5 separate regions of the Mus musculus genome follow, and all the other regions are linked to region 4. The links are chromatin contacts, called in public Hi-C, HiCAR-type, HiChIP or PLAC-seq and promoter capture Hi-C maps. All regions are on one chromosome and are shown on one strand. Each heading gives the region's core, a stretch centred on a gene start, on an enhancer-like site or on the middle of the called end of the contact. The rest is flanking DNA. Distances are from core to core; before and after follow the strand shown.

Region 1 (5,605 bases), core at 1,135-3,634, 1.3 Mb after region 4:
AGCATAATTTGTGGGAGTAGCCAAATACTTTCTGATTGGCTTTAAGGTCCACTCCACAAAATGAACCTCATACCTGGCACTGTAATTGGAGACAAGACTCTGTGTGTAAAGAGTCATAGACCCTAGGACAGAACCTATATCTATACCTACTACTATATTGCTAACTGAAAACCATATTAAACTAACTCCTAATGACTTATTGTTAAACCCAGAGATTAGTGCATCTTTTCACCTTCATCAGAGATGCTTTCTGTGTAGAGACCCAAAATGGCCAAGGTACAAAGAATATGAGGCTACAGAATGAATGCTCAGCCCTAAATAGGAATTCTGTATCATTCCCCTCTTCCTGAGATTTAAAACAATTGTGGAAGAGGGGGCAAAACGATTGTAAGAGCCAGAAGCAGTGGATGTCCATATAGAACCAGTGTTTTCCAGTTATGACAGGGTTTCCAGTTATGGCAGCTATACAAATGAACTGAGGGTGGTTTTTAACAATGCATACAAAACCTGGGCAAGCCCAAGTCAGTCAAAAATCTCAGTATGAAGAAAGAAGTAAACATGAAGACCCACCCCTATCTGAGGAGTTATTGACAACTGACAGCTGCTAAAAAAGAGTCAGTTTTTTTTTTAAAGTGCGCTACTCATAGGTCAACCATAACCTCCGATAAATGCCCACACACCCAAGCATGGAAAGGCAGCACAAATTTGATTCAAATGGTTTAAAAAAAAAAAAGTCATGAAGTTGGGAATGTGGAGAGAGGTCCGGGAGGGGCTGGGGAGGGATGAATGTGCTCAAAATACATTGTATGAAATAATCAAAGAAGTAATAAAAATAAAAATTAACCAACTACATTGTACTAAACTCTATCAACTCAGATTTAATGCATCTCCTCTTACTTCAGTATGACTCGGCAAGCCAGTTCTCAGTTTTCAAAATCAGTAACTGCACAAACTGAACCAGAATGTTTCCCTCAAACCAAGGGTGTGACTGAGAGGGGAACGTGAACTAGAAGAGAGGTGAATGCAAATATGTAACTTGAACATACTTTGCAGAGTTATGGGGACACAAACTAATTCTTTTACAATAGTGTAGGGCATCCTGAAAGGCACTCATCAAAAGAGACCTTAGGGAGCCAAGCTGGCTTCCTGACCTGCTAGAAACAGCAGGATGAAAGGGGTCCATCCTTTCCAGAGCAGTTGTTTGACAGCACTGTAGGTTCCTGCTCTCGCCCTTCCTACGAAAGACTTGTCTACACTCCTCGGGAAGTTTTTAACTCTGTCCTGGATAGAGGGGTTTAGAGAGGGTGTGAGTATAGGGAGATGCGGGTGGGAGGCCAGAGCCACTGCAGGGCTGGAAGCTTGGGAAGCCAGGTGTCTGTACTTACAGCTGAGCCACAGCAAGCTCAGCCCAGATACCAGGTACCACGCCCGGCTAGAAGAAAAGAGGCAGCCACCCATCACCCTATACCCTCAGTTAGCAGGAGATGCGGGATAAACTCAGGTGAAGATGGTGAAGCAGATGATAAAGGTGCAGATGAGTTGAATGGACGCATAGGGAGAGTATAGGAGAAATGGACGCAGGTTAAGTGTAGGTGACTGAGGAGGTCCGATGATGACGGGCTACAAGTGTTGGGAGGAGAGCCGAACTCAGGTGACCAGAGGTGGGCACAGGTGACTGGAAGCGGGCAGAAATGATAGGAGGGAGCTCAGGGAAAGGGAGGAGCACAGGTGACGCAGCGGAAGGAAGACATAGGTACGGGGTGGTGGGTGGGTATAAAGGTGACAGGAGAAAGATAGGAAGTTAGAATGAAGGGGAGGGAACATAGGTAAGGAGAGGACAGAAAGGAGGGGAGAGAACGCTGGTGGCGCGAGGGAGACCTACAAGAGGAGAGAGCAGTAGGGTGACAGAGCAGGAGGTGACAGAGGTGAGAAGATGGGGAGCAGGTGAACGGGTCTCAAGTGATGCGGGGCGTCGGAGTCAGTCTGCAGCAGACCCAGTGGGGTGCTGGAAGGCCAACATGCGTGAAGGGTCCGGGAAGAAACTATGGGACCGTGCTGGTCTACGCTGCGCTCCTGGGTCCAACGCGCGGCGCAGCACCAGGGAACCGCCCGACCACGCACCGTGGACTCTCGCACTTGGCTGTGGAAGTGCTGCTCCCGCGCCGACACCTCGTCCTGCCCTTCCATCCTCCTTTCATACCCACCGCAGGGCCGCCCGCGTCTGCGCGCTCCGCCGCACCATTGCCCGCGGGCGGCGGGGCTATACAGTCTCTCGTGGCCGGACAGAAACGCCACCTAGACCGCAGCAGGATCGGAAAACGCCGCCTGAGCTCAGGGAGAAGCGGTTCAAGATACAAGAGGCGGGGAATGGCCACAGCCTGGGCGGGGCTTGAGGTCGGGGCGGGACTTGTGCGTCACTCTGAGAGCGCCGTACGTCAGAGAAGAGCGCCTCTGCGCGTGGGGCGCTGGGCCGAAGGTCGCTAGGCGCCTTGGAGAGAGACTGGAGGAACGGGGGCGGGGTTTTTAGGGTCCTGGACTGAAGTGGCCTTCTGACGCGTGCTGCAGCAGGACATAAATCTCGGAGCTGGGCCTGAAGTGTTGTGGTCCAGCCTTGTTAGTCATTGCCCAGAGTAAGGGCGGGCCGAAGCTCCAGGCAGGGGATGAGGTCTAGAGGCGGAAGCCCTGGTGCGAACGGGATTTGGAGATCCGGGCACAGGTGCACCCGCCCTCACTTGTTTATTGAAGCTTTTGGATCACCCCGGGGCTTTTGGATCACGCCTTGCTCCACCCTTGTTCTCAGAATCTGAGTTTAGCACTGGGCTCGACCAACCTTAAAGACCTAGGGCCTACTACGGAAAATTTCTCTCCCAAGCAAGTGCAAAGCGGGAAAGCCGTTGCAGCTTAGCACTCTGAAGTCCTTCTGCCTCTGCGGAGATAGGAGAGCCGCTGTCCTGGAGAACTGAGATAGCCTAGGGCCCCCAGGTCTGAAGATGGGCTCTGATGGTTAATGATCCTCTGTAGGCCTTAAACAACGCCCTTGATATGAGGCACGACTAAGTATGCCAACACAGCCATTTCCCTTCATTATGCAATTTTTGTTTTAAAATTGGAATTTAAAGGAGTATTTGGTTGGTTGATTTGGATTTTCTAGACAGGGTTCTCTATGCAGTCCTGGTTGTCCTGAAACTCAAGAGATCCGACTGCCTCTGCTTCCGGGGAGTCATGATTAAAGGCCTGGGCCAAAACAGCTGGAATTAAAAGGATTATTTGCAATTTTGATTCTGGGTTCATTTGGTAGAAGAGCCTGGGGAACCTGAGTCTTGCTCCCAGCGTGTGTTCCCGATACAGCAGGCTCATCAGTCAGCAACAACGTGTCTGAATTCAAACCAGTTTGCCTTTGACGTGTCTTTAAATGTCTCAGCCCTAAAGAACAAGGAAAAAGACCTTTTTCCTGGACAACCGCGTTCTGGGAGCTAGGTTAAATACCCACCTGAACTGATCTGGATGATTCCTGGGCTAATCTGTCCAAATCAAAGGATAAACACATCAGCTTTTGAGGTGTGTAGCTCTGGGGCAGATATTCCAGAAAGTATTTCACATCTTTCCAATTGAATACTGCAACCATTTAAACCCTTACATTTCTGTTGCAGGGCTATTCATGGAAGCTTACCCAGCTTTCATTCAGTTTTATTTGTTTCATTTTCTTTGGCACTTTTAAACTTAGCCAAGATAACCAACTTCAAAAATGGACACCACTCCCCTGCCAAGCACTGTAAGACTCCAGGGAGCCTTAGCTTACCGAGGACCCCCTGAGTGAACCACGTGGAATTTATTTATTTATTTTGTTTGTTTGTTTTTCGAGACAGGGTTTCTCTGTGTAGCCTTGGATGTCCTGGAACTCACTCTGTAGACCAGGCTGGCCTCGAACTCAGAAATCCGCCTGCCTCTGCCTCCTGAGTGCTGGGACCAAAGGCATGCGCCACCACACCTGGCGCAATCGGAATTTATTGTTCCAGTGCACTGGGATCGTCCCAGACCCGAAGGAGAGGTGACGACCCCCAGCACTAGTTCAGCGACTTTTTATATGGTTTCCAGGGGCAGAACAGAGCATCAGCAACTAGGCACAATATGATTGGCAGAACAGTGCACCCTTTAAACTGATTGGTCTTTAGGGAATGAGGTGACAAGGTCTTCCCTTGTCTGAAGGTGAGCAATGGTCAGTCCTGCTGAATGTGTCCCCACCCTCGGTTTGGTTCCACCCTGTGGTCTGAAAAATGCTAATTAGCCTCTCCTGGAGGGGTGATTGTTTCATGACCTTCCCAAAGTTCCTATGCTGACCTCTTCAGCACATTGGCCCACATCTCTGTTCTCTGGCTTTGCTTATCTTCCAGTGAGAACCACTTACCCTGAATCTGGCCCTGATTGTGTAACTCGCTCCAGCCAGTGGGAAAATCAAAATGATGACAGTGTTGGGAGAAGGCCTGTGCCTTAGAGCTTGCTCTTCCTGTGACCCCTAGTGATTCCAGCACCCAGTAAAAAGAAGTCTCAAGCAAGCTGGAGTTAGACATCCCATCACTTCTGCTACTGAACCACCCTTTCCCCACATCCCTCTTATAAGACAAAGACAGATGTGGCATGTTTTGTACTCATTTGCAGACCATGGGTTTTATATTTATACCTAAAATATTACATATGTATATGTCATATACTTACATTGCCAAGGACCAGCCTCGGCTTGGAGAGGGGTTCTGAGAGAAGGGGTATTTGAGAGCTGCAAAGCAAATGACTCAAAGTCAAAGTGTGAGTCCAGACTGACATCCTGTGTTCTGCTCAAAACAGCTTTGGCTTTCCAGATTGCTCACTAGCGTTCTCCCTCCCCCTCCCCCTCCCCCTCCCTCTCCTTCCCGGCCCCCTCTCTTGTCTCTATAGTGTGTGTGTGTGTGTGTGTGTGTGTGTGTGTGTTCTGCTTTAGCTTTTCAGATTGTATTCTATATTCTGCTCTGCTTGAGACAGCTTTCTCTTGATATTAAAAAAAACAAAAAAAACAAAAAAAAACTCTCTGGATAGCTCATCTCTTGCAGACAAAGTCTCTTTTTTATTTAAACATCAATTCAGTCATTATCACAGGTTCCCTTTTGATTATATCTTGAATCAACACCACCTGACCCCAGCCCCTTGATTCTTAGATAGGGACCGCAAGATAATAAGATAGCTGGGTGGGACCCTTCTCTGAAATTACCATTCTGACTATACCTGGACCTAAATTAGCTTTGTCTGAGGCTGACCTTGAACTCATAAGCATAAGCAAAAAATTTAGCTGTGTGGGATCTTGCCTTGCGATCACCACTCTCTAAATCTCTATCTCCTTCCTTAGTATGTTTCTGACAGTCTGGCTCATAGGGCAGCTGCCTCTGTTCCTTTAGATCTGTGAAGCTCCTTATACAATTCATATTGTATCCTTATATTTTGCATAGTTAAGAAATTATAAATTTTCAAACTCGTGTTTTCAGCATTCTTTCCCAGAGCCTTAAGGGTTATCCTGAAGGTCACAGTGTTCTGACACTCCCTCACCTCCTGAACTCAAGCTGTCTCTAGCTATCATAGA
Region 2 (5,970 bases), core at 2,377-4,876, 1.0 Mb before region 4:
GGAGGTTCCGTTGTTGTCAGTTTAAAACATCTGTAGCATCTGCTGGATTGGCTGATAGCTCATGCTTGTTTATGGGGTCTCATGTTCGTTACAGGGATCAGTGTACACAGAAACAATCATGAGGCACAACAGAGAAAAGAGAGCAGGCTGACATTGGTTTTAAACAGTAAAAAGGAGTGCAAATCTGTACATGAAATAGCCCACAAATAAGCCAGAATATGTTATCCATTCACCACAGTACAGTTTAAGCCTCACATCTGTCCCTCCTAGGTAGAAAAGTTTGTCTCATTCTTTTCCCTGGTTCTTTTAAGAGTTTTATAGTTTAATGTTTGTATTATACCTGTTTCTCTCTCTCTCTCTCTCTCTCTCTCTCTCTCTCTCTCTCTCTTTCTGTCTCTCCATGTGTGTGTGTGTGTATGTGTTCTGTAACACACTTGTGGAGCTCAGAGCACAACCTATAAAAATCAGTTTGTAGAACGTGGAGATTAACCTCAGACTTTCAGGCTTGGTCGTAAATACGCCCGTGTAGCTGCTGAGCCATCTCAACTGGCTCACAGTTTTTATTTCACAAATGAGATGGTCAAAGCCAAGTTGAGCAAAGGAGCTTTGACCTGTTTCCTTCTAAGACTCCAAGATCCAGTCAAAAGCCCTCTGACTTTATTTTCCCTCATAATGCTTCATTCCTTACATTGTTGGGGAGGGTTTCCCAGAGGTCAGACTTGATTAATTATGTGTGATAAGCAATAAGTTTATCATTTTCTAAATTCCCATTACCTCACTCACAGTACCGTATTAACCTGCTTAGTCTTGCCCAGGGAATGATGCAGTGCTGCAGTCTCTACATGTACTGTGCAGTTTGTGTGCCCGGATTTAGGGGAAGACTGGGTCTGCAGGCACTTTGTCATAAGTTCATGGCTTCACAGTCCCTTAAAATGGCCCTGTGTGCTCTGTGCTCCCTACGGAGGAGAAAATGACTATGGCCAAGGTCTCCACTCAGCTGTGTGCCTCCATCAGTGTACCAAGGGATGCTCTGCACACACACAGCTCTCCCTGACCTCTGTTTCTTTCAAGCCAGCCTGGCCAGGCTCTGGCTCCTCCCCCACCCCTCCCATCTTCTCCATTTCTCCTGTTCATGCTCCAGATTTGCCTCTCTGGACAGAAAATGTTACTTTAATTCCTTCTCTGATTATAAGTTTTTATGGCTTTTTGTTTTAAAATATGTTTAAATAGGAATAATCTGTGTTTTCAGAGTAACTTGAATTTAAACTTTGACAAAAGTTGAATATTTGCAGATTCATCAGAGAAAATAAATCTCGAATGTCAAGACACACACACACACACCCTTTCTATCAACTTACTGAACTCATCATTAATACATGGTTCAATCTTGGGGCTGGAGACGTGGCTCACCTGTTAAGCACACACTGTTAAAGAGGACCTGAGTTGAGATTCAAGCACCTCTATCAGGAAGCTCACAACTGCTGGAAAGTCTAGCTCCAGGAGATCTGACACCTCCAGTCTCCAAGGGCACCTCATTCGTGTGGACATACTCATGCAGAACACATAATTACAAAAAATATTAAAAATCCTAGCTCTTTAAAATTCTATTATTAATTCACAATGGTTAACAGGCACTTATCTATAATGTTTTGGATACCATAGCCTATATGATTTCTACATTTTGCATAAGTGTATTAACATTATATAAAAGGTTATTTCTGCTTGTGTAAACCTGTACATGTGTCCTTCTTATATAATAAGGAAGACCAAGGGACATCCATAATAGTAATGTTAGAATCCTTGACTGCATTGGACATGAACCCTTGTAAGGCAGGACTTGCCCTTCCAAGGTGCTAGCAGAGCAACCTTCCATGTAAAGAGCTGGGAGCCAGGACTTCCTAGATGGCACTTTTAGTTTAATGTCCTTATTCAGTGGTTATTGTGAATGTGGCGTGGTGGGAGTAGCGGCTGGGATGCAGCCCCAATCTCTTCCTATTTCTTTTTAAAGGGAAATGTCTCTCATGTGCTTTAGTAGCTGTTTATTCGTGATGGGCTCAACAGCTGCAGAGAACAGGATGGGCCAACAAAATTCTATGGAAAATGAACATCCACATTGAGAGCTTGGGAGAGAAAGGCTGGAAGGAATGAGAGGCAGTTACAGCAGAAAGCTAAGCTTAAACAGGGCAGCACAACTTCCTCCACCGAGGGTTCTGTAAGGCTCTCTCCAGGCTTGAGCCAGGGAGGGTCTGAGGTCCTAGGCCTTCTGAGTCACTAACTCCCCTATGATTTAAAAATTCTCAGTACTGACAGGGAAGCTAGGAAGGCTCATAGAACACCACGGGGTAGTGGGCAACATCAAATGGGCTCACTGTGTTTGTAGGTGTGGGCGGGAGGGGCTGTGTGTGTGGGGGGGGGGCTGTGTGTGTGTGTGTGTGTGTGTGTGTGTGTGTGTGTGTGTGTGTGTGGTGGGGGCAGCTATGACTGTGGGCAGGTGCTAGAATTCCTGTGAGTCTCTCCAAAGTCCCAACCCATGGTGATGCTGGTGTAAGGAATGAGCTAGCTTATCGCAGCTCAGCCTCTAAGGCCTGGATCAGGGGACAAAGAAGGAGGTGGAGCAGCCAAAAGCCAGTAGTGCCCAGAGGCTCAAGAAAAACAAGGGTTCCAGAAGCCTACAGGGAGGAATCCAGGATGCAAGTAGAGGGAGATGCCAGACATGGCCTAGACTAACAGTCAGACACAATTTGCGCATCTCTCCACACGAGGGCACTTGAGCACGCTCGAATGCACCAAATGAGTTTGTTATTGGAAGCCCTATGTGCTGCACAGCGTTCAGTGTCAAAGAGCCCCTCTCACTGCATCTCAATGTCAAAATGGGGTGGAACAAGGTTTGGAAAGGTTGCTGACTTCCAAGCGCTTTAGCGTTTCCCCTGTATTTACACAAAGACAGGCAGGCTGGAGCCAGACATACTCTGGGAAGGCCTTGTTCATGAGGCTTGAAATAAGCCTAACCAGGAGTTCTGTTGCCTGTTCTAGACTTGCCCTTCCCTTCTTCAGATGATCAAAAGAAAATATATCTTTTTTTTTTAATAAAAAAAATCTTAGGTGATGAAGGAAGGTGGGTCCGGGAACAAATGTTTCCCTGAGCCTACACTTTACAGGCCTTCCTTCTTTTCAGTGGCTCCTCCTATGCCCTTCAACTGCATTTCTACCCAGGCTCTCCAGGGTCTTTGTCAAAGTTAAGCAAAGCCCCAAATCCAGAAGAACATTACTAGGCGGGAGTGCCTGTCAGGCACTGGAAAACAGCTGTGCCCTGCAACCCAAACTAGATGCTATGGGAGCCACGATCCGGAAGCCCCGGGGCCCCAAGGCAGTTAAGGTTTCTTTGCTCAGCTCTGGCCTCTTGTAATGCTGTTCTCTCTCGCTGGGACACACGGCCTCCAGTCCATCTATGAGTGCCCCAGCCCTGAACCCCCATCCACAACCCAACTGACATGAGAAGGAGTCTTCCTGGGACTGGAGCTTCCCTGGTGCCACCGCTACAGCGGGAGCTGGCTACCCTACTGAGAAGGAAAAGGAGGAGCTGTAAGGGGCCGGGCGGGGATGAGAAGAGGAGCTGGTATCTAGTTGGTGCCAAATAATGGGGTCTAGACATGTCCCCTCCCTTAGTGTGCTTCTGGTATCTTGCTTTCCTCTTTAGTGAGGCCGAACATGGCCATGGCGAGGACTTAAAAAAAAAAAAAAAAAAGCAGAAAGAGAAAGCGATCACTCCGACCCTTGGCTTCTGCGCTGCCGGGGAGGGGGCGGAGAAGCTGAGCCAGGCAGAGTCGCTCAACACCCAGGCGATTCGACTCGCGTGTGGCGCGGAGCGGCCGGGCTCGCCTTTCTTCTTTCCCCACCGCCTCCTTTTCCCCCTTCTCGCTTTTCTGCTGGAGGGGGTGGGGAGTGGAAAGAGAGACAGAGAGAAAGGAAATTTTTTTACGAAGCATCCTAACCAGTGAGCCAGCGCACGGCGGCCCATGGCTTCGCTGTACCAAAGGTTCACCGGCAAGATCAACACCTCGCGCTCCTTTCCGGCGCCCCCGGAGGCCAGTCGCCTTCTGGGTGGCCAGGGGCCCGAGGAGGACGCGGGCCCGAAGCCCCTTGGGCCGCAGGCGCAGGCGGTGGCGCCCAGGGAGCGCGGCGGTGCTGGTGGCCGGCCCCGGTTCCAGTACCAGGCGCGGAGCGACTGTGACGAGGAGGACGTAAGAGCATCGTGGTGGGTGGGTGGCGGTGGTGGTGGGAGCATCGGCGGGATGCACGGGCCTGACTACTCCTCAGGGTCTCTGGGTCCCCTGTGCCAATCTTTGCGTTCCTTCCTGATGTGCCAGATCGTGCTCAGACACTCTCCTTGGCTCCTGATCTCAGTCATCATAGTCCAGAGCAGATCTTTGCGGTGGTGGCCAGGAGTTGGTAGCAGGAAGGTTTTTGGAGCTGCGCCTGCTGGGATGTGGACTATGCTTGGAATTCACTAGATGTCTGTTTGTAACGGCAGCCTGCTGTGGTTCTCAGGGAATTAGATGTGTGTATGCGTGGAGTTGTGTTTTTAGTTTAATTTTCTGCTTTATGGCTCGGGGAACAGCTAGTTCAGGCTGCTTTTCTCTTCCTACCACTTGTCACAGCAACTATCCAACCGAGATGACCCTCCTCTCCTCTCCACTCTGCCCCCCTTTCACTGTCCCCAGACACCTTCTCTCTACACCCAAGGATTAGACCTATGGTGCTCTTATAAAAAAGAAGTCCTGGCTTTAGAGCCCTGGCCTCTGACCCAGACCCAATAAAGCTCTCACTACGCATACTAATTGGGGCTGCATGCCTGTGATCCAGCAACTCAACTTGGACCATGCTCCTTCCTAAAGAAGTTCTCAGAGGGGTCTCTTACTATTGAGGCTGGAAGTCTGAGCTTCAAAGACTGAATTTGCATATTCACCTAGCAATCAAGGATTCTTTCAGGGTAAGAGTGGCCACAGAAATGGGTCAAAGGTCTTGTACTGAGCCCTCCCAGCAGTTGGTACCACTAGGACTTTCAGGGAGTGATTTTCCTGAGACTTGTTCCCAGGGACAGAAGACAACTCCCAGGTGAGTCCTCAGGCAGGCCCTTAAAGACAGCAGTGCAGTATCTGTGGGGTTACTGGGGTCCTTTTTCAGTGTGATTCTGCAGCTCCTGGGTCTTTGCCCAAGCCTTTTAGTCTCCTTCACTCTTGCAAAGCAGGGCAACCCATAACCCTGGAGGAAACAGGAAGTGTGCCCGTGAAACATCTAGGGTCTCAAGTAGCAACACTTCAGTGTTTAGTAATTTTTGGTGCAAAAGATCTGCACAGAGCAATGATGTATCCTTCCATAGGACTGGGGGGTCTCAATTGCCACATCTTACAAGACCAGGGAGGCCATGCTACTGTTAATTGCTGGGTTTGTGGGTTGTTTTATGATGGTATAGGGACTGCCACAGAGGTAACAGGAGTTGGTGGGAGGCCCACCCACAGCCATGCATCATGCATCTTTTTTTTTTCCTGGTCATTTCCAGATTCCCCTTTCTAGAAAAAGATACCACAGACTAATGTCACTCTAGTGGATCAGTTAGGGAAAAGAGACAGATTATTACACTGGTTTAAAGAACTAGAATTCTTTGAGGGTGGTATTGAACAATAAATAATTCTGGATGATTGTATTTACTTAGCATCCTGTGGATATAACTGGGTTGCAATGCAGGCAAGAAACACACACACACACACACACACACACACACACACACACACACACACACTGAAATCTGGCTTAAAAGCTTTGGATTATGGGTCTGGGATGAGTTTGCTTTGCTAAGCAGGCTCTAGATGTCGCTAGCAGAATGGACAGACAATGCTGGGAGCATCAGCGGGTCTCCACCCATCTGGCTTGGTTTGTTTGTTTGTTTTAAAAGATCCTAGCTGAGAGCTG
Region 3 (6,152 bases), core at 2,086-4,585, 1.4 Mb after region 4:
CTCAGTGGCCACCCGAATGAACAGGAGGAGGGTTGGTCTAAAGGCTTGGGTAGCTAAACTGGACTAGCAAGCATAGAGACCAGGTCGCTCCCATTCTCATGGAAGGCTTTCTCCCACCTCAAGCTGGAAAAGAACCCATCCTCTTGGTTCCACCACGATCTTAAAGCAGAAGAGACAGGGGGCGTGGGCGCAGGAACGGTGGGGGAGGGAGAAAAGGAAGGATAGGGACTGAAGCTAGAGTCTAAATAGGCATTCATCTGCGTGTCTTCACGTCTCTGTTGACAAACTCTCCCCTCCTAGTGCTAAGGCCAAAGGCTGAGGACTGGAAGCCTATTGGGACGATTCTCATTACTCAAATTAAAGGTTGAGCTGTGAGTAGATCTGGCTTTCTGTGTGTTCCGGGAGATCTGTCCAGCTTTATTTACATAATTTCGCACAGTTACATCACAGAGAATTTTATGACCTCAAAATGAAACTTCCCTTGATTTCCCAGGAGTGCGAAAAGTGTTAGACAATAAAAGAAAGAAAGCAAGGGAAAGAAAGAGGCCAGCCCCTGGCTGGGATGAGCTCAGGCTCCCCTGGGATGGGTAATTTGCTTTATAGGAAGGTCCACGCCCCCTGCTTTAGTTAAACAAGGCTACAAATTCCCAGCTTGACAATACATTAGAACTCTAATTAAAACGCTGTCTTGGAAGGGATCATTTGGGAAATGCCATCCAGTAGAAACAACCAATTAAAGAAAACCAAGCTAGTTTTCCCAGGGGAGAGGGAAGTCCCAGGAACAGAACATATTCAGCCACCCTCCGCTGCATTCCTTAGTGTCCATTGGGATCTGGGGCTTGGCTTTCTTTTCCTAATGTAGACCTGGCCATACTTTAAATGCCCACACCATGAGACATCATGGGCTGGATATTCTGGCAAAGGGATCCCACTTACATGGATTTTGATTGATCCTGGGCTCCACAAAAACATCCCTTTTCTCCCAGAGACCACTTGTGTAGCCAGTAAACCCAGAGCTATGGAGGCCTGTTGTTGACCACTGGTCAGCTCTTCTCAGGACCACTATGCTTCTCAGGCCTGGAAAGTCCAGCCATAGTGGACATCTGAAACCTGGGTTCCTCAGCCAGGCACAGATCCTGCCTAGGACTTAGTGAATAGGAATGATTTCAGAGATGTCTGAGCTGCAGTCCAACTGAGGTTAAAGGGAGCCTTTCCTCTTTGCTGAGATCAACAAGGCTAGTCTTCTTGGAGCCAAGCTGGGAAAAACCTGGGTGGCTGCGAGCAAACAAGTGCGCAGGCTGTGATTCTCTCACCACCTTGCTACTTCTGCGGTTCTCTGGGGCCCCAGCTTTCTCTGTTTAGTCATGACCACCGCTTCCAGCAGAGGAATCTGAATTCTGGCAAATGTTTATTTCTGTTTTCTTTTTTGCTTTTTTTCTCCCTCCAGTGCCTGCATCTTCCCAGTCTAAACAAACCCACTCAGACGGAAACAATGGGGTCTCTTTGTTTGGGTGTTGAGTGGCTGACAGGAGAAAGCCATATACATCTTCTGGTCCATCCATTCAGGAAAGGCAGCTTGCCCCTATCCAAGTCAGGCACAGAGCAGAAATCAGAGCCAGGGTGCCCTACACAGACGCTGCATGTGCCAGGGAAGTCGGAAATGTCCCCCCTCCCGCAAGGTTGTCCCTATTGGGTAACAGAGAGGATGCAGAAGACTGGACCTTTGTGCCCTCACCTTGGACAGGAACTCCCCAAGGTGTTGAGCACCTGAAGTTCCCAGCCAGGCACTTTCTATTTATAGACCCGGTGACCTTATATTCAAACAGACCAGTTCGACATCATTTGGAGGGACGCCCACCCTCACCAACACACACACACACACACACACACACACACACACACACAGAGAGAGAGAGAGAGACAGAGACAGAGACAGAGACAGAGACAGACAGAGACAGACAGAGAGACAGAGACATGCAAATGTCTTGCCCTTCAAAGGAAGGCAGAGTCCTTACAAGGGCCACGGAAGAGCTACTTCTGGACCCAGTGATGTGTCTCTTCATAGCCTATAATGGAACCTCTGACAAAGTTCATTTTCTCAAGATAAGTCCCCGGTTTCAGCGACCCCCAAAACCTGCCCTAATCGAGGCTAGCCTTTCCGCGCACTTCCTTGTCCAGCTTGCAGGTTATTCTTTAGGTTTTAGCCTCACACCTCCAACCTCCCCTGTCTGTTAAGAGAGATAGAGAGGCCAAGGCCTGCTTGTGGCCATCTTAATAATTTGAGGCTCCTTTCATTCTGTGCGGCCCACGAGAGGCCTCACAGGCCCAGGAATGAGCCACAGAGGCTTCGATGCTCTTCCACAGCTCGCTAGGAGGTGAGAGCAAAAGGAAGGGGGTGCGAGAGAGGAGGATGCGCGTGAGAACTGTCCGGGTGCGGCGCAGGTACTCACAGCTGAAGTCCGGCATCTTGGGCAGGATCATGCCCGCAGTAGACGCGCGCAGCCACTGGTCCAGTTGGAAGGTGCTGGCACCCAGCTTGATGGGGTCGGCAGGGTGCGCAGGGTGCGCGCCCTGCACCTGAGGGTATGAGTAGGAAAGCGCCGGGTGCTGGCCAGCTAGCGCGGCCGCTGCAGCTGCTGCCGAATAACTGTAGACCGGGTGTCCATAGAGAGCCGCCTGTGCAGGGAGGCCCGCGCCGCCCTGTGCGCCCCCCGGGTGCAGCCCCAGTGCCAGGCCACCGGCAGCCGCGGCAGCGGCAGCGGCAGCCGCGGCGGCTGCTGCACCAGGGTGCGCGTGGTGGTGGGGAGTGCCCGGCCCACCCGCCGCGCCGCCGCCTCCTCCGGCGCCCAGGAATCCGGGCTTGGGCAGCAGCGCGCAGTGTGCAGCCAGCAAGCGTGGGGGCGACGGGCTCTCAGCTCTCAGCCGGTCACCGGGCGCTGCAGTGGCCTCCGAGGATGCGGGACTGCAGCTACGGCTCGCCCCGCTACTGGTCCCCCCGCCGCCGCTGCCGCCGCGGCCGGGACCAGATACTGTAGTCGCGAGGGAAGTGACCAAGGCCAGAGGCGCGCTCTGCGTGGAGGCGGCTCGCGGGGGATCCACGGCCAGCAGGGCGTCGATGCGGAAATTTTTGGATTTTTCCATCGGCTCGATTGGAGCTGACAATCAGGGTCCAAGGGTGGGCGATGCAGTCGTGTGCGGGCTTACGGAGACTGAGCGTGGCGGTGGCCAGCCTTGGGGCCGGTATTGTTACTGCGATTTTTTGCCAATAAAGTCGCAGCCGGAAACTCAGCTGAGAGCGACCATCGTCCAGGCGCCTCCTCTTTGCGGTCCTCGTGGGGACCGCGCTCCACTCACTGGTATGAACTTCCACCGGAGCGCTCCTGCGAGTTTGTGTTGGGGAGACCGGCTCTCTGCTCTCAAGAGCTCAAGCGACCGCATCGAGGCCACTGGTGCCTTGGTGGGGACCCGCGCCCCTCCGCACACTTGAAGCTCAGGGCGGTCTGGGATTGGCGCGCTCAGCGGGGGCCCGAGGAGGGCTGTCTGCCCGGCGATTGGCCGAGGGGCTCACCTGTCACGGTCCAATTAGCCTGACGCCCCGCCCCTGCGCCCCCAGGTCCTAAGCAGCCGGTGGTGAACAGCGTAGGTGGCCGGAGGAGGCAGGTTGGAGAGTTTGGAGGCTGAACACAAGCTTACTGCTTCCTTGCTGCTGGGAGAGTGGTGAGCGCCAGTAACCCTGGGTCCCAGTGAGTGCCCCCCGAGTCCCTTTGACACCTTGTTCCTCCAGAGGCGGACGCCTTATCTTCCTCCAGCTACTCGCGCTCCCTTGAGGGAGTTGTGGAATGTTCTGCACTGAGGAACTAGGTGGGTCCTCACCCCTGAAGTCCACTAGGTACCCAAAACGGGACCCTGAGCTTAGTACACTGAAGACTGTTCGGTTTCCCAAAATCTCTCGCGTTCCTGAGTGTTGATTGCTTCAAGATGGTTTGCGTCCCTGTCATTAACCCTCAGCAGGTCGAACCTTCTTATCTGCCCCTCCCCCAAAAGTATCATGCGCCGCAAATGTTTGTTTGTAGGGTTTCGGTGTGTATAAATACGGTATTAGAGGTTGAAGCCTACAAATCTTCAGTCAGAGTGGAGAGAGAGCAGTTTTCCAACTCAGAGATGCACATTGACTTGAAGGTCGTTTGCACAGGTGCCACTGAGCCGGACCTAGGTGAGAACCAAGTTCTATTAGAGCCTTGCCTTGTGGGGGTGTAGGAAAAAGGCTTTGCGGGAATTGGCCGAGGACTGCTCCCTCGGACTGAGCCAGTTCGCAGGCTAAGGGAGCCACTATCAGGCTCTCGCCTCCTCCTGCCGGCCGAGTTCAGGAAAATCAAGAAAGGGCTTCCAGAGACCGTATTAAAGTGTGAATCCAGACCTCAGCCTGCGCACATATCAAATATTTACTGTAAACACGCTTCCGGGGGCTTTTTTTTTTTAATGTAACGAATCAATAAGTAGTTTGAGAAATCAAGCTTTCTCGCTAGCTCCATTCTCGGGTATCTTCCCCAAACACGAGGGGAAAGTGGGAGGGAGTTCCAGGTCTCTGGATCGCGGCTTCCCAACCAGGTGAGAGGTTAATAAAAGATCGGAAATGGCCCAGGGAAGGCCAGGAGGCTAGGACAATCCTTGTTGGGTGAATTTAAAAGTAGCAGGCAAAGCTGTTTCAAGAGGGATTGGGGGTGGGGGGTAACGATAAATATAAGTAAGGACTATATTTTCCCTGTCAACAAGTTTTGTTTAGGAGAGATTTAACGCAGTGATTCTGTTGGGATGAGTGAGTAGGTTTTTTGTTTTTGTTGTTTTTGTTTTGTTTTTGTTTTTGATTTTGGAGACAGGGTTTCTCTGTCTAGCCCTGGCTGTCTTGGAACTCACTCTGTAGACCAGGCTGGCCTCGAACTCAGAAATCCTCCTGCCTCTGCCTCCCAAGTGCTGGGATTAAAGGTGTGCGCCACCATGCTCGGCTGAGTGGAGTTTTTATTATGACAGGGTGGTCCTGGCTGGAAAATCTGGAACCCAGCGGGGAACATCTTGGAGTAAGTTGTGCACAGCTTTGCAAAGGCCTCCAGCTAGTCTGAAAATAGTACAAGCACATAGCTCTTGTCTTTAGGTGCTGTCTCTTTGGGGTGATGAAAATGCAGCTCTGCCTTTTAGAGGGTTAAAGGAACACTTGTGTTCCATGAGTGGTTCCCTGCCAGTTCTCCTATCTTGGAAGCCCAATTAAGGCAAGTAAGGATGCTGGGATGCCCTACCCCCATCCCCAGGATTCAGTCTTGACCCCATTGCATTTACAGAAACTTGTGTTTAAGGCCCATGGGCCTTTTCCAGATGAGAGTCCCAAAGAAGAAAGAGAACCTAACCATGGTGAGGCAAGTCTCTAATCCCAGCACTCAGGAGGCAGAGGCAGGTGGGGTCTGTGAGTTCTAGGCCAGCCTAGTCTACAGAGCCAGTTCCAGGACAGCAACCAAAAATGCTACACAGAGATACCCTGTCTTGAAAAAAACAACAACAAAACAAACAAAGGAGAAGAAGGAGGAAAAAAAGGGTGGCTGCAGATGAGATTTTCCTGGGGTGGACCTCATGGACCCGAATCATCTCTAAACTACACAACCAGGGTTGTTTTTGGTGATGATACAGTATTAGGTCTACTGAGTTTAGGCACAGGTTTCCTTAGTAAAGTCATCCGAGAAGAGGAATTCATTTCCTGTTTGTTGTGTAGGGGATGTGATCCAAAAGCTTCTAAATCCCTTTCAAACCCTTCCCACTTCGTCTGGTGTTTGACCATCCACCAGGCTAACCCACACCAGTCCCCACCACCTGTGGGCTGAGTGAGGTTGTATCAAGAGCCCCTTCAGCGAAGGGGAAATTTGCATATCAGACTTGATGGATATATTTCTTTGTTTGACAAAGTGGGGGTTGGGCCAAAAAGACTCTGAAGTCAAAGGGCTTGAATATGATCATATATTCTGCTTCGGTTTGAGCGGGAACTTGTATCCTGAGAGGTGGGAGTTGGGAGAGAGACTGGGAGTCGTCTGGAACTGGGATCTTTGTGTGTTTTACGAGTGGAGTGAGCATGCTGCGTCTCTTCCTGTTCCCAGCGTCTATTGACCCAG
Region 4 (5,915 bases), core at 631-3,130:
TCTCCCTAGCAACCCCACTCATCCTCAGGGCCAGAGAAGGGACCCCTGATCTTCCATTTCCAGTATGCATTAAAAACAAACAAAACAAACAAACAAAAACAAAAACCTAGCAGGCCTTGGGTATCATTTTTGATAGGCAGGCAGCCTCTCCAAGAGCCTCAGTTTGAACTCTTCTCTACCGTCACCCTACATTCACTGAAAGTGAGGTAAACTGCTCATGAGCCCATAGCAGCCCCCGTGGGACCCCCAGAGAACCAGGCCACAGGGTGTATCCTTCATGGTCCACAGGGCACCTTGGTCTGCATACCACAACAGCCACCAGGGTTTAAGCCCACAGCTTGCTTTGTCCCGGTGCAGATGAGCTGGTCAAGCAGCAGCAGAGGTTAGACTGCATTAATACTGGCTTGGGTAAGCAGAAGAAACAACCAAGTTGGTAACAGAGCAATTGTCTGAAGATATCAACCCCTGCCCCCAGGCAAGCATCACAAAAGCACACAAAGTATTATTAGAACCTCTTAGCCTACTTGGTAAGAATTATAACAAGAGGAAAAAAATCCGGGGGAGAGTCTGTAAAGACAAGCAAAATGGCTTGAGAAAAAGGGACTGAATTACATCTCAGTGCTCACAAGACAGATGCTTGGTGCTGGGGCGTGGGTGCAGGGTCTGGGACTGTCCCATCAAGCCAGCTTCCTGCAAGTGACTGGCATGTCTGTTCCTTAGGGCCAAGTTTCCTATGAGCGATGTGTCTGTTCCTTGGGGGCAAAATTGTGTGTATTTACACAGGTGTCGCTTTCTCAACATCTGTTTAGAGTACTTGCAGCTGATGATGGGTGGTAGAGGCAGCACCTGCTACATCCCACAGCAGAGACTCACTGCCTTTAACAATTTCCTATCAGCTGAAGCTGGGCAGGCCCTCCTGCTTTCTTGCTGTCAAAAAGGCTCCCATGTTGCTGTAATACACCATACAGTACTGATGTCCCCAACCCCCGTGTGTGTATGCCCATGAAACCTCACATGCATGGACTGGCCAGAGTGTGGAAAATGGCGAAGACCCAAGTTGCAACATTCCTTGAAGTCAAAACTGCTTCAAGCTCTTCCAAACAACGCATAGAGCCGCCTAAGAGAGGAGTGGACAGGCTGTGAGGGAAAGACAGCCAGGTCTCCACACCCGTGTCACGCTGGGAAAATGACAGCCCCCATGATCTCTGAGAAACAGCCTGCTTAGGAGGGTGACTTTGTTTTACACTTTTGGCACAAAGCCACATTCCTTACCTAAGGTCTCACACACACACAGTGCCTTTTCAGGCCTGCTCACCACCCTGTGGTTTTAGCCGGTGGCGTCTTGGCTAGGGGAGCCCTGGTCTGAGCTGTGAACCTGCAGAGCACTTGCCATTAGCAGCCAGCCCAAGCGATCCCAGGTCTTTTAAGCACTCAGGAGGGTTTGCGCTCCGGGTCCTTTCCTTCGGACCTGCGTGGACCTCATTATCTCAGAAACCGAGGTCCGGCAGCGCAATAGGGCAGCATCGGACCATCTGACTCGCTGGCCGCCCGCTCCGGTGCCCGCCCCGGCGCCTGCCCGAATAGCGCGCGCTCGAGCGCGTGCCGGGCACCAGCCCCACCCCCCCGGTGGCGTGTGCATACGTCATATGGGCCGCCCTCCTCCCATTGGCTCCGGCGGCCTCACCAGACCCCGAGCGGACAGGCGCGCGGACAGGGCGGGGCCGCTTGAAGACACGCCCCCCAGCAGGGCGCGCGGGCGGCGGATAGGCTGGGTGAGGTCACGTGGCTCCGGTGGCAGCCTGCCTTATAAGCGGAAACCGCGCGGGGCCGCGGCCGCTCCTGGGCCGTCCGGGCGCGGTACGTGTAGTGTCGTGGCGTGTACCTTCCATGCTGTGCCTGGACGCCGATGCCCAGGCTGCACGACCACGTCTGGAACTATCCAAGCGCGGGCGCTGCGAGGCCGTACAGCCTCCCGCGAGGCATGATTGCGGCGGCCGCTTGTCCGCAGGGCCCCGGAGTCCCCGAACCCGAGCACGCGCCCCGGGGCCAGCGAGCGGGAACCACAGGATGCAGCGCGCGGCCGGGCAGCTGGCACCACGACTTGGTGCAGCGGAGCCTAGTGCTCTTCTCATTTGGCGTGGTCCTGGCCCTGGTGCTCAACCTGCTGCAGATCCAGCGGAATGTCACGCTCTTCCCCGACGAGGTGATAGCCACCATCTTCTCCTCCGCCTGGTGGGTGCCCCCGTGCTGTGGCACGGCAGCGGGTGAGTGCCTTTCCTTGTTCTTGGGGTGGGGGAGGGGGATGAAGGGACACGTCAGCTGTTAAAGTCACCCTTGTTACAAGAAAAGGAGAACGGAGAGGGTAGGAAACCCCAGACGTTGGCGAGCGACAGGCGGAAGTTGGAGGGACTAGTGATGGAGATGAGGTCAGGAGATAATTGGCAGTTTAAGTGGAGGAGTCGCAGCTGTCTCGTTGAGCCAGAAGCCAGGATTGGCCGCCTGGAGAACTGGTGAGGGCAGCACCACGCAGCTATTGGCTGCCTGAGCAAACGTGCTACCTCGCTGGATAACTGAAAACAAACCATCACGTGCGCTCAAGAGGCAGTTGCCAGGGGACAGACTTCTCTGCCTTCTGCAGATTGTGGCTATCAGCCAAACCTTCTGGAACTCCGTGCCCAGTAGACTTGGGACAGGAGGAAAAAAGGAGCCTTTGGGCCTAAGCACACCTATGGTGTCACCTCTTAGGCCCAACGAAACTTGTAACAGTGCCACAGTCTTTTTTCTTTCCTTGATCATTTTGCTGCTTTTTGCCAAAAGTGTTGAGTAATTACAGTCCAACAGATCCTGCATAGTTTACAGTGTACAGCGTTGATAACCATTTGTCAAGTGTTTCTCCCCCCTCAGCCCTGCTTGTCCTTGTCCTGTCCTGTGTAGGTGGGCAGTATTTGCTCAGGTGCATCTTTCCTCCAATCTGCAGCCACAGGACAGCAGGAGCAGTGCCTGTCTGCTTTGAAGCCAGCTTTTATTGACTGCCTGCCTATGCTTTATATGCTGGGCTTGGGTGCTGTGCTGTAGCTGAGTCATGGGTTAAATGTAGGATGCAGGACACTTAACTGTTGATTTCCAAGGCTGCTTGCTCTCAGGCTCACCTGCAGCATTATGAGGGTCAGCCACATGACAGTTGTGTGCTTCTTGGTTGTTTTGGACTGGGGGTGGCCTCATTCATGCTAGGCAAATCATCTGCCACCAAACTACTATCCCCAGCATTTAAAAGTTCCTTGGGGAATAAGATGGAGATTTGAATTCTCTTTTCCTTACATATGAAACCTAAGGCTCTTTGAATTTGAAAGTTTATCTTCAACATGAAGCATCATGTTTGTGATGAAAGTTTAAGGGAACCCAGTAAACCAGTTTCTCATCTGAATATGAGGCTGGACTGGTACTGCTTTCACCACTGAGGCTGAGTGCCTGTGTTCACACTGGACAAGGTGGGACGGCAGCCTGACTGAGGTCTTGTGCCCTGTGTCCATGAGACTGCTCCCACTTGTACTGCAGACAGTCCCTCCCTTCCTGGGTTTTACTCTCTTTGTGTCTTCTGGAGTGCCCAACTTCTGCTGTCCAAATGTTTTGGAGTCCAATCTGTGTTTGTGACAGTTCCTAACTCTGAGAACCACAGAACCTTCTTTGCCCTCCACTTTACTTACATAATCCTCATTTCACACATGCGAAAACAAACTCGAGGAGACCTGTCCAGCCTCTCTCCCTTCTTGAGACCCTACCCTCCTCACAGTGTGAGACTTGTCTTCACTGGGGCCAGGTCAAGGCTGAGAAAAAGAGAGCAGTGTGGGGTGGCCTTCCCACAGCCTTTTCTTACAGGTGTATGTAAGGTAATACTTTGTGCTACAGGTGACAAACTGCCGAGGAAAATAAGTGGTTTGGATCCTACTAATAATGACCACACAAGGACTGATTTTCACCAGTGTATCCTAATCCTGTTTTGTTTTTCTTTAAACAGCTGTTGTCGGTTTACTGTATCCCTGTATTGACAGTCACCTGGGAGAACCACACAAGTTCAAGAGAGAATGGGCCAGCGTTATGCGCTGTATTGCCGTGTTCGTTGGCATCAACCACGCCAGTGCCGTATCCTCAGTTGGTGTCTGTGCAGAGGGTCATCTGGGTTGTGGCAGGGTATATTGACACTGCTCGTCCCCTCGTTCCTGAGCTTCAGAGTATGACTTGGCTTTCACGTGGCAGGAATTTTGGGGTTCCGTTCCTAGGACCTCTGTACTAAGAGTAGAAGCAGAGGTTTACTGTGGCTCAGTGGACTTTTGTCCTCTCTCTTGCCTTCTACCCCACTGATGTGCTCTGTGGTAGTGAGAGCCCTGTCCCTGTTCTCTGTCACAGGAGCCCAAGGCTGGTCAGGAGGTCCCTGCGGGCTTCTACTTTCCATAGCTGACATTTTGCCCTTCGTGTAGGCTGCTGTGGTTTTATGCATTTTCTATGAAAATGACCAATTTGATGGTAAACTCTTCAAATGCTAAGTTTCTAGAGCAACTTAGAGTAAAAGATCTTGTGAAGTTGTGTCTGCACTTGGGGCCTTCCTTTCCTGCCAGCCAGCTCTGAGAGTGCTCACTGACAAGCACTGAATCAACTTACCTACTACCTAGGGGACACAGAGACAACATGGAGACAGTGCCCGCCTGTCTCCACTCACTGAAAAGTAAAGGAGGGAGGAGAGCATTCTTAGCAATCTCCCAGCTGTCAGAAAGTTTACTATTAGAAGCCAGCGCTCTGACTGGTCCTCACTGGGGGTCTTGGGATTGGTCATGTACCATCATTAGAAGCAGACAGTTACTATATAGTGATACACCCTGTACGTAATTCTGGGGTTTAGGGGTTTTTTTTCTTATGATAAATTATAAAATGCTTCCTTAACTTTTGGATCACTAGAAATTAGATTTTGCCAATAATGTCCAGCTGTCCTTGACTTTAGCAGCCCTCTCTTTGGGTTTGTGGTGGACATTTGATCGTTCCCGAAGCGGCCTTGGGCTTGGGATTACCATCGCCTTCCTAGCTACGCTGATCACTCAGTTTCTTGTGTATAATGGTGTCTACCAGTAAGTTCGAATTTAGAATATTACTTTGGTTTTATAACACCTGTTAAAATGTAAATGTTTTTTATGAAAATCTTGAAATGCTTTTTTTCAATGCATATTGAAAACTCACCACTCAGCTGGGTGGATTAGGGGTGATTCATGCCTTTCATCCCAGTACTCAGGCAGAGGCAGTAGGATCTCTGAGTTCAAGGTGAGCCTGGTTTACAGAATGAGTTCCAGGATAGTCAAGACTACACAAGGGGAAAAAAACAACAACAACTCACCATTAATAAGTTGGTAAGAGGAAAGTCTGGTGACCATAAAACATGACACATTTGATAACTTTAGCCCACAATTGTCTCCCTCACCCACATTACAGGATCCTGGACCACAAGCTGCCTGCGTAGTTAAGTCTGTTTTGTTTTTCTCCCTAGGTACACGTCCCCTGATTTCCTCTATATCCGTTCTTGGCTCCCCTGTATATTTTTCTCAGGAGGTGTCACAGTGGGAAACATAGGACGACAGTTAGCTATGGTAAGTGCAGCAGTTGCTGTCCCTAGGCACTTGACACATACCTTGTTGATGCATGTCTTACTCAGATTCATTAGCAACAGTTGTTAAATATAAAATGGTATCTAGCTGGGTCCTCCCTAAGTTATGATGTATAGATTTGTAAACATTGATTCATGCTAGAAAGCAACCAGAGTTTGAGAATGTCTGCATGCCTTGGTCTGTGTCCTGTGGTTCTTCTGGGTTCATATAGCCATTAGATAAGGCAGCACAGTTGTCAGGAGCTCCCAAGCATCTATTAGCAAAATC
Region 5 (5,807 bases), core at 3,080-5,579, 1.1 Mb after region 4:
AGATTACATCACTCAATGCACGTGTCCAGTTTCAACAGGAAAAGACATTGTATGCAAGAAGGCAAGAAAATGTACTTTCTGAAGCCAGAAGGCAGCAACAGACAAAATCATGGCAGAGAGTCTGACGTTAACAAAGAGGAGATTAATGAGATAGTGGCTACTATGGTTAGGATATTGTCTCCAATGGTTATGTTAAAAGCTTGGTCTTCATTGTGGCAGTGAAGACATGATGGGAAGTCCTCAGGCACGGAGAGAGCATCCTCTTGGGAAAAGTAAGGGTAGAGTTAGGATTATGGTCAAAGCAAAAGGACCCAAAGTTAGTTCTTTTGTTACAAAAGGCCTGAGATAGGCTCTGACTCAACAAGGCTTCTGGTCAAGCCACAAAGACTCTTCCTCCCTCAGCAACTCCTACCATCGCATAGCATAGCATCCAGTATGAGGATCTCCAGAGTCACGCTGATATTGGCATCATGTCTATAAAATTTGAACATCAAACTCAATAGTACTTTTTTTTTCTTTATAAAATAACAAACATGCCCTGCTGTAGTAAAACTCATCAGTCACATGCAATAGCAGATCAGAAATATGAGCATAAAAAAGGAAACGGGGGAGAGGGGGCTGGAGAGAGAGATAGCTCAGCATTTAAAAGCACTGACTGTTCTTCCAAAGCTCCTGAGTTCAAATCCCAGCAACCACATGGTGGCTCATAACCATCCATAATGAGATCTGATGCCCTCTTCTGATGTGTCTGAAGACAGCTACAGTGTACTTAAATATAATAATAAATAAATCTTTAGACCGGAGCGAGCAGGGTCAACTGGAGTGAGCAGAGGTCCTGAATTCAAATTCTGAAGCAACCACATGATGGCTCACAACCATCAGTACTGCTACAGTGTACTCATATATACATAAAATAAATACATTAAAAAAAGGAAACAAGACGGGATCAAAAGGAAATACAAGTTGAAAATACTGTAACAGAAATGAGAATCATCTGGGATGGCTCATCAGAAGAATGAGCATGTCCAACTAAAATCTGTGGGCCAAAGATTTATCAGCACTTTCCACTAAAAGAAGAGTACATGAAGAAGTACCACATCACCAGGAACTAGGTAAATTCAAAACCATAATACAATCTCCTACCTTAAAGGACTTTTTAAAGGGGAAGCCAAGCATGGTAGCTCATATCAGAAAGATCATGAGTTCAAAGTAAGCTTAGGGTAATATTGCAAGCTTGTCTCAATGTCAAGACAAAAGCAGGAAACAAGTGTTAGGAGACGTATGGAAGCACTGACGCTTCAGACCTCGCTTGTGAGAACTAAATGTGGTGTGACTGCTGTGAAAACCAGTCACATATTCTGACCAGTGATTTCACTTACATAAAAGTGGTAAGAGATATAAATCTGAATGCTTATGGCAATACTCATGTCTGTGAACATCTGATCATAATCAATTGTGGTATAAGTGTATAGCAGCATTGTCAAGCTATGATATCAAAGGACCTGAAAAATGCCACATAAAAGAAGCCAAACACTTATGTATTGTATAGGTACATCTAAGTCTATGGACACAGAATATAAATTGGTGGCTGCTAGGGGCTAGGGTAGAGCAGACTGTAACATTGGTGTAGGGTTTATCTCCACTGTGCCCTACAGAAATGTCTTAAAACTTGAGGACACCACGACAGCACTGTGGACATATCAAATGCCACCGAGCTAGTCACTCTATGATGATCAGTGTTGTTCTACATGGATGTTACCTCAAAGAATTTCATTTAAAAATTGATGGAAAAGATTGGGCATGATGGTGCACACGTGAATTCCTTGTAATCAGGAAGGATACAGGAAGACTGATTTATCCTAGGACAGACTAGGCTATATAACAAGTTACAGACCACCCGGGGATACCAAAAAAACAAAACATTTTTTTAAACAAATGAAAAGCTCGGGAAGCTGCCACCAGAAGACCTGAACTTTTAAGAAATGTTCAGAGGAGTCATGCAGAGAAAAAGAAAATAATTTAGGGCAGAAACTCAGAACTAGTCTGTTTTTCCACTTTCCAGACTGACCCATTTGTTCAATGGAAAGGAGTGATTACTGGGTTACAAAAGTTAGGATAAAAAGAATGAGTGACAACATGTTATAACTCACATATTTTAAGAGATGGGTAAAAGGACCAGCAATCCTTTACCAGTACCTGCACTGGCCAGGATATAGGACTATGTTACTGGACTCAAAAGAAAATTTTAAAAAATATTTTGAAAATCAAACCACTAGTCTTCAAAATCGGAGGATGCAGCATATCTCCTGGCCAACCTATTTTAGATAGCAAAACATCATGAGTTAAATACTTGGATAAGGTGGGGAATTTTTAAATGGGATTTTTATTTTTTATAACTTTATAAAGTTGGAGAGAAATACCTCAAGACAGAATTAGTAGGCATTGTCCAAAGCAATTCACATACAGTATCATGTTTTAACTTCATCACAACCCTAAGTTGTGGTAACAGAATCCCTATTTTCATTGAATTTCTTTTTGCTCAAAGTAACAGAAAACTAGACCCACAATAGATGAAAAGACCAAGAGCTGGGCTAGCTCCAGGGCTCAAACTACATCACCCATCTTGGACTGTGTCCAAATCCCAGTTCTGCCATTTCCTGTATAATCTTCTAAGGTTCACCTGGTAGCTCCACACCTTCAGGCTCTTACCCTATGATGCTAATGGAGCAGATGCAGCTGCAGTTTCGTGTCTTTTCTTGTTCCCACATTCAGTAGGAAGAATTAAAGGAATTTTCCAGTGCTCCCCCCAATAAAAACTCACTTGAGTTCCTGTGACTAGCCCAGCTAGGCCAGCCCCCCAGCCCCCATCGTATAATATCATGATGGTTCATCATAGTATCAGAGTTTCCAACTAGTTTAGATTGGCCACATATTCAGTCACAGAATAATGACCAGGACTACTGTTGGGGTAATTAATAGATGTCCAATGACAGGATGCAACAAGGCCCCTTTGAAAATAAGAAGCCCATAACTCAGGACAATAAAGCAACTTGTTAAAATTCAGACATCCAAAGAGTTAAATGTAGGTTTAAACTCAGGTCTAGCTAATGGCATCCAAAAGCTTTACCCTCTTAGGCTTCAATAAAAACCAGTCTTAGGAGAGCACAAAGGTGGGCCTACTGCTCTCCTAAAAGCATCACTCACTGAAACAAAAGCTAAGATTATACTACTTCTTGAAAGCACCTGAACTAGCATGTGAAAATTCATAACTAACTCATTGTGAATTTGACTTTTAAAACAGTTGGCCTGCTATTAATCTGCTTCTACAAGCTTCAAGTAGTAAGAGCCAATCCAGAAAGTTCATTGCCAAGAAAAAAATCTGTAACTTTTAAGTGGAGTTTAAAATTATATTGTTCCAGAGACTTATCATGTGTACCAGATTTATAATGACTTTTGGGACTTCTTAGTGACAGAATACCAATCTTCCAGCTCGGTAACTTCTGTAGACTTTACTTTATGGAGGATCTCGCCTTCTTGTGTTTTCTTTGCACTTCCAGGTGAATTATGTACAATTAAAGTACAAAAAGGCATTCCAGGCAGGAGAAAAATCAATACAATATTTCTGCTTGGCACCAAGAAGTGAAAGACTTTTAAAGGACCCCAGGGAATCAAGCCTGGTTCAAAGGACAGCGCGGGGATGCAGACTTAAGAGGGGTAGGAGGCAATGTCTCAGAGTGCAGAAGGCCAGGAGCCGCAAGGACACCTCTCTCCACCCTCACCTTCAGAGAAGCCTTGAGACCCTAGATCTTGGAAGGAGCCACTAGAAGGGGCGAACGTGAAAAGGCCTGCATCCCGCAACACACAACAGGCCACACGATACCGGGAGCCAAGACACAATCGTGACAACAGTAGGAGGGCGGATGGCGACGCCACACAGCTCGCAAAACAGTCGAGGGGCCGTTATCAAGTCTTTCGACTGAGGGGACAGCAGAAAGCGCACTCCAAAGAGCCGCACGGGTCAGCGCATCCTCGGGACGCATCACGCAGCCTGGCTGGAGGGCAGCGGAAAGGACGCCATTCAAAAACCACACGTCCGAGGAAGAGACGGGAGAGCCCGTGCACGCCACTCCACGCGCCTAGGACGCGCGCCTCACGACGACGTAACCGCACCAGCGCCGGACGCTGACGATACGCGAGGGGCGGAGCCATGATGTAAGCGCGGGCGGAGCCAGCCGCTCGCAGCAGGTGAGATGAAGGGGGTTGGGGGATGTCTGGCCAGACTGCGGGGGGGGGGGGGGGGGGAGGAGGGGGGACCTGCGAGCATGCGCACTGAGAGCCAGGCGGAGCCGGCCGGCGGGCGTGCGCACCTAGAAGCGCAGAGGCCGCTGGTTGCCGTGGCAACGAGGAGCCGTTCAGAAAAGGTGCAGCTGAGGGACAGGAAAGGCCGTTGTGAGTTTGTCCCGCAGCGCTGTCTGAAGTATAAAGCTCTGGTGCAGAGAAGGGAGCGAGAGCCGAACGCGGGGTAGTGTTGGGGCGGGAGGTCCGGGTCGCTGTGGTCGGTCCGCGGATCCTGCCTGCGCTGCACAAGGCTGTGATATAACGAGGGACCTCACGGACCAGATTTCCAACGACTTCTCTTGTCTCTGGGGGCGTATTTTAAATTTATATGCCATCTCTCCAGTGCATTTCTATTGACGCGTTTATTAATTGCCTTCTGATCACTGAAAACAATTGGTGATTAAATGTCTTGTCGCCTAGTCCTGTGTTTTCCTACCTAGCACAGCCTCCTAACCGTGCGCAAGCTAATTACAAACAGGCAGTTTGCTGTTGTGGCTGTCAGTGCCAGGCAGAGGTTGTGTATTTCTCACCTGTTGCTAAACTAACGGGTCACCTCTTCTCTATGTTTTCTCATACAGTTGGACTACATCTGACACGTTTCGTTATCCTTTCAATTGTCAGTTTGCTAATACTATGGGACTATGGTAAGGCAATTTTTAACGCTCTTACCTTGATGTTAGTTACAACGGTACAATAAAAACCTGGTGAAATTGTAGACTAAGTAGCTACCTATGGTTACTGATGGTATGAATCTTGTTGAAAAAGTGAACTTTTTTATGATGCATATTTGGCGTTGCCAAATTACAGGCATTTTGAATTTGGAAAATAATAACAGTGACCCTTTAGTATTTTACATGCCTTCCTCCAGCCAAGGCCACGGTAAGGAATACTGCATACAAACTTCTCTCATAGATCTCCATGCCAGCACTGAGAAGTAAGGGGAACGTGAGCACATTGAAAACTGCCCTAGGCTTCTGAAGGGTCTGAACAGCTGCTGGTTCTTTGTCTTAAATCAGGTGTCTCACACATTAGTTCCTATGGGACTTACTTTCCTGTAATCTTTTCAAGTGTGTGTTGCAGTGCTGGGGTTAGAACCCAGGGCCCCATGTATGCATGAATGCCTAAGCTGCTCTGTGAGCACCTTTCTGAAAGTTAGCTCCTTGATACTATTCCCTTAGGTTGCTTTTTAAAAGGTGCTTTTTCTCTCCACTGTAGAATATTATGGACAGCCTGGTCCCAAAACTAGAAGGGTTAATACCCAGTCTGTCCCCTCATTTTTAAGGGAATTGGAGCAACAGTCACCATTTATGAGTATCTTATGCAGAACAGTCCCTTGGAAGCCCTTAAGGAGGTTTTCTCTTAATATAATAATCCTGCAATGTCAGCATTTTTGTGGTTTTTTTTTTTTTATAAATGCAAAACTAAGCCAGAGATGCTTAAGTCGCTTGCCCAAAAAAAGTAGAAAGCAG

What was found. Promoter capture Hi-C pulls out the DNA fragments that hold promoters and counts their contacts. A called contact is a pair of places that touch in the nucleus more often than the background predicts. HiCAR-type assays count read pairs that join an accessible place to other places. HiChIP or PLAC-seq counts read pairs in DNA pulled down with a chosen protein or histone mark.
Region 1: a contact with region 4 is called in a HiCAR-type map of astrocytes, with 5 times the contacts expected there. The contact joins the promoter of Lmbr1 here to the promoter of Insig1 in region 4. A contact is called at or near these places in 2 of 39 promoter capture datasets (the 3T3-L1 cell line and hippocampal neurons), 4 of 484 Hi-C or Micro-C datasets (B cells, CD8 T cells, Th1 cells and 1 more), 5 of 115 datasets of contacts at active chromatin or transcription factors (astrocytes, differentiating embryonic stem cells, embryonic forebrain and 2 more) and 1 of 9 other capture datasets (liver).
Region 2: a promoter capture Hi-C map of hippocampal neurons shows a contact between it and region 4, with 3 times the contacts expected there. The contact joins the promoter of Dpp6 here to the promoter of Insig1 in region 4. A contact is called at or near these places in 1 of 39 promoter capture datasets (hippocampal neurons) and 2 of 484 Hi-C or Micro-C datasets (both in cortical neurons).
Region 3: an H3K27ac HiChIP or PLAC-seq map of embryonic stem cells shows a contact between it and region 4, with 7 times the contacts expected there. The contact joins the promoter of Mnx1 here to the promoter of Insig1 in region 4. A contact is called at or near these places in 3 of 39 promoter capture datasets (cranial neural crest, hippocampal neurons and second pharyngeal arch cranial neural crest) and 4 of 115 datasets of contacts at active chromatin or transcription factors (astrocytes, embryonic forebrain and embryonic stem cells).
Region 5: a Hi-C map of rod photoreceptor shows a contact between it and region 4, with 4 times the contacts expected there. The contact joins the promoter of Rnf32 here to the promoter of Insig1 in region 4. A contact is called at or near these places in 2 of 39 promoter capture datasets (embryonic stem cells and hippocampal neurons), 5 of 484 Hi-C or Micro-C datasets (CD4 T cells, Th1 cells, embryonic stem cells and 2 more) and 5 of 115 datasets of contacts at active chromatin or transcription factors (differentiating embryonic stem cells, embryonic forebrain, embryonic stem cells and 1 more).

The regions. Positions count from the first base shown.
Region 1 is chr5:29,376,006-29,381,610 of GRCm38.p6, forward strand. Lmbr1 (limb region 1) reads right to left here and starts at 2,385. Exons shown (of 17, transcript NM_020295.3): 1 at 2,122-2,385. The coding sequence starts at 2,187.
Region 2 is chr5:27,045,573-27,051,542 of GRCm38.p6, forward strand. It overlaps Dpp6 (dipeptidylpeptidase 6), which reads left to right and starts at 3,627. Exons shown (of 26, transcript NM_207282.3): 1 at 3,627-4,241. The coding sequence starts at 4,017.
Region 3 is chr5:29,475,135-29,481,286 of GRCm38.p6, forward strand. It overlaps Mnx1 (motor neuron and pancreas homeobox 1), which reads right to left and starts at 3,336. Exons shown (of 3, transcript NM_019944.2): 1 at 2,451-3,336. The coding sequence starts at 3,141.
Region 4 is chr5:28,069,532-28,075,446 of GRCm38.p6, forward strand. Insig1 (insulin induced gene 1) reads left to right here and starts at 1,881. Exons shown (of 5, transcript NM_153526.5): 1 at 1,881-2,264; 2 at 4,016-4,140; 3 at 4,951-5,117; 4 at 5,531-5,630. The coding sequence starts at 1,907. All of the region lies in intron 1 of Gm35223 (a long non-coding RNA gene), which reads right to left.
Region 5 is chr5:29,191,664-29,197,470 of GRCm38.p6, forward strand. Rnf32 (ring finger protein 32) reads left to right here and starts at 4,330. Exons shown (of 10, transcript NM_001289757.1): 1 at 4,330-4,449; 2 at 4,917-4,982.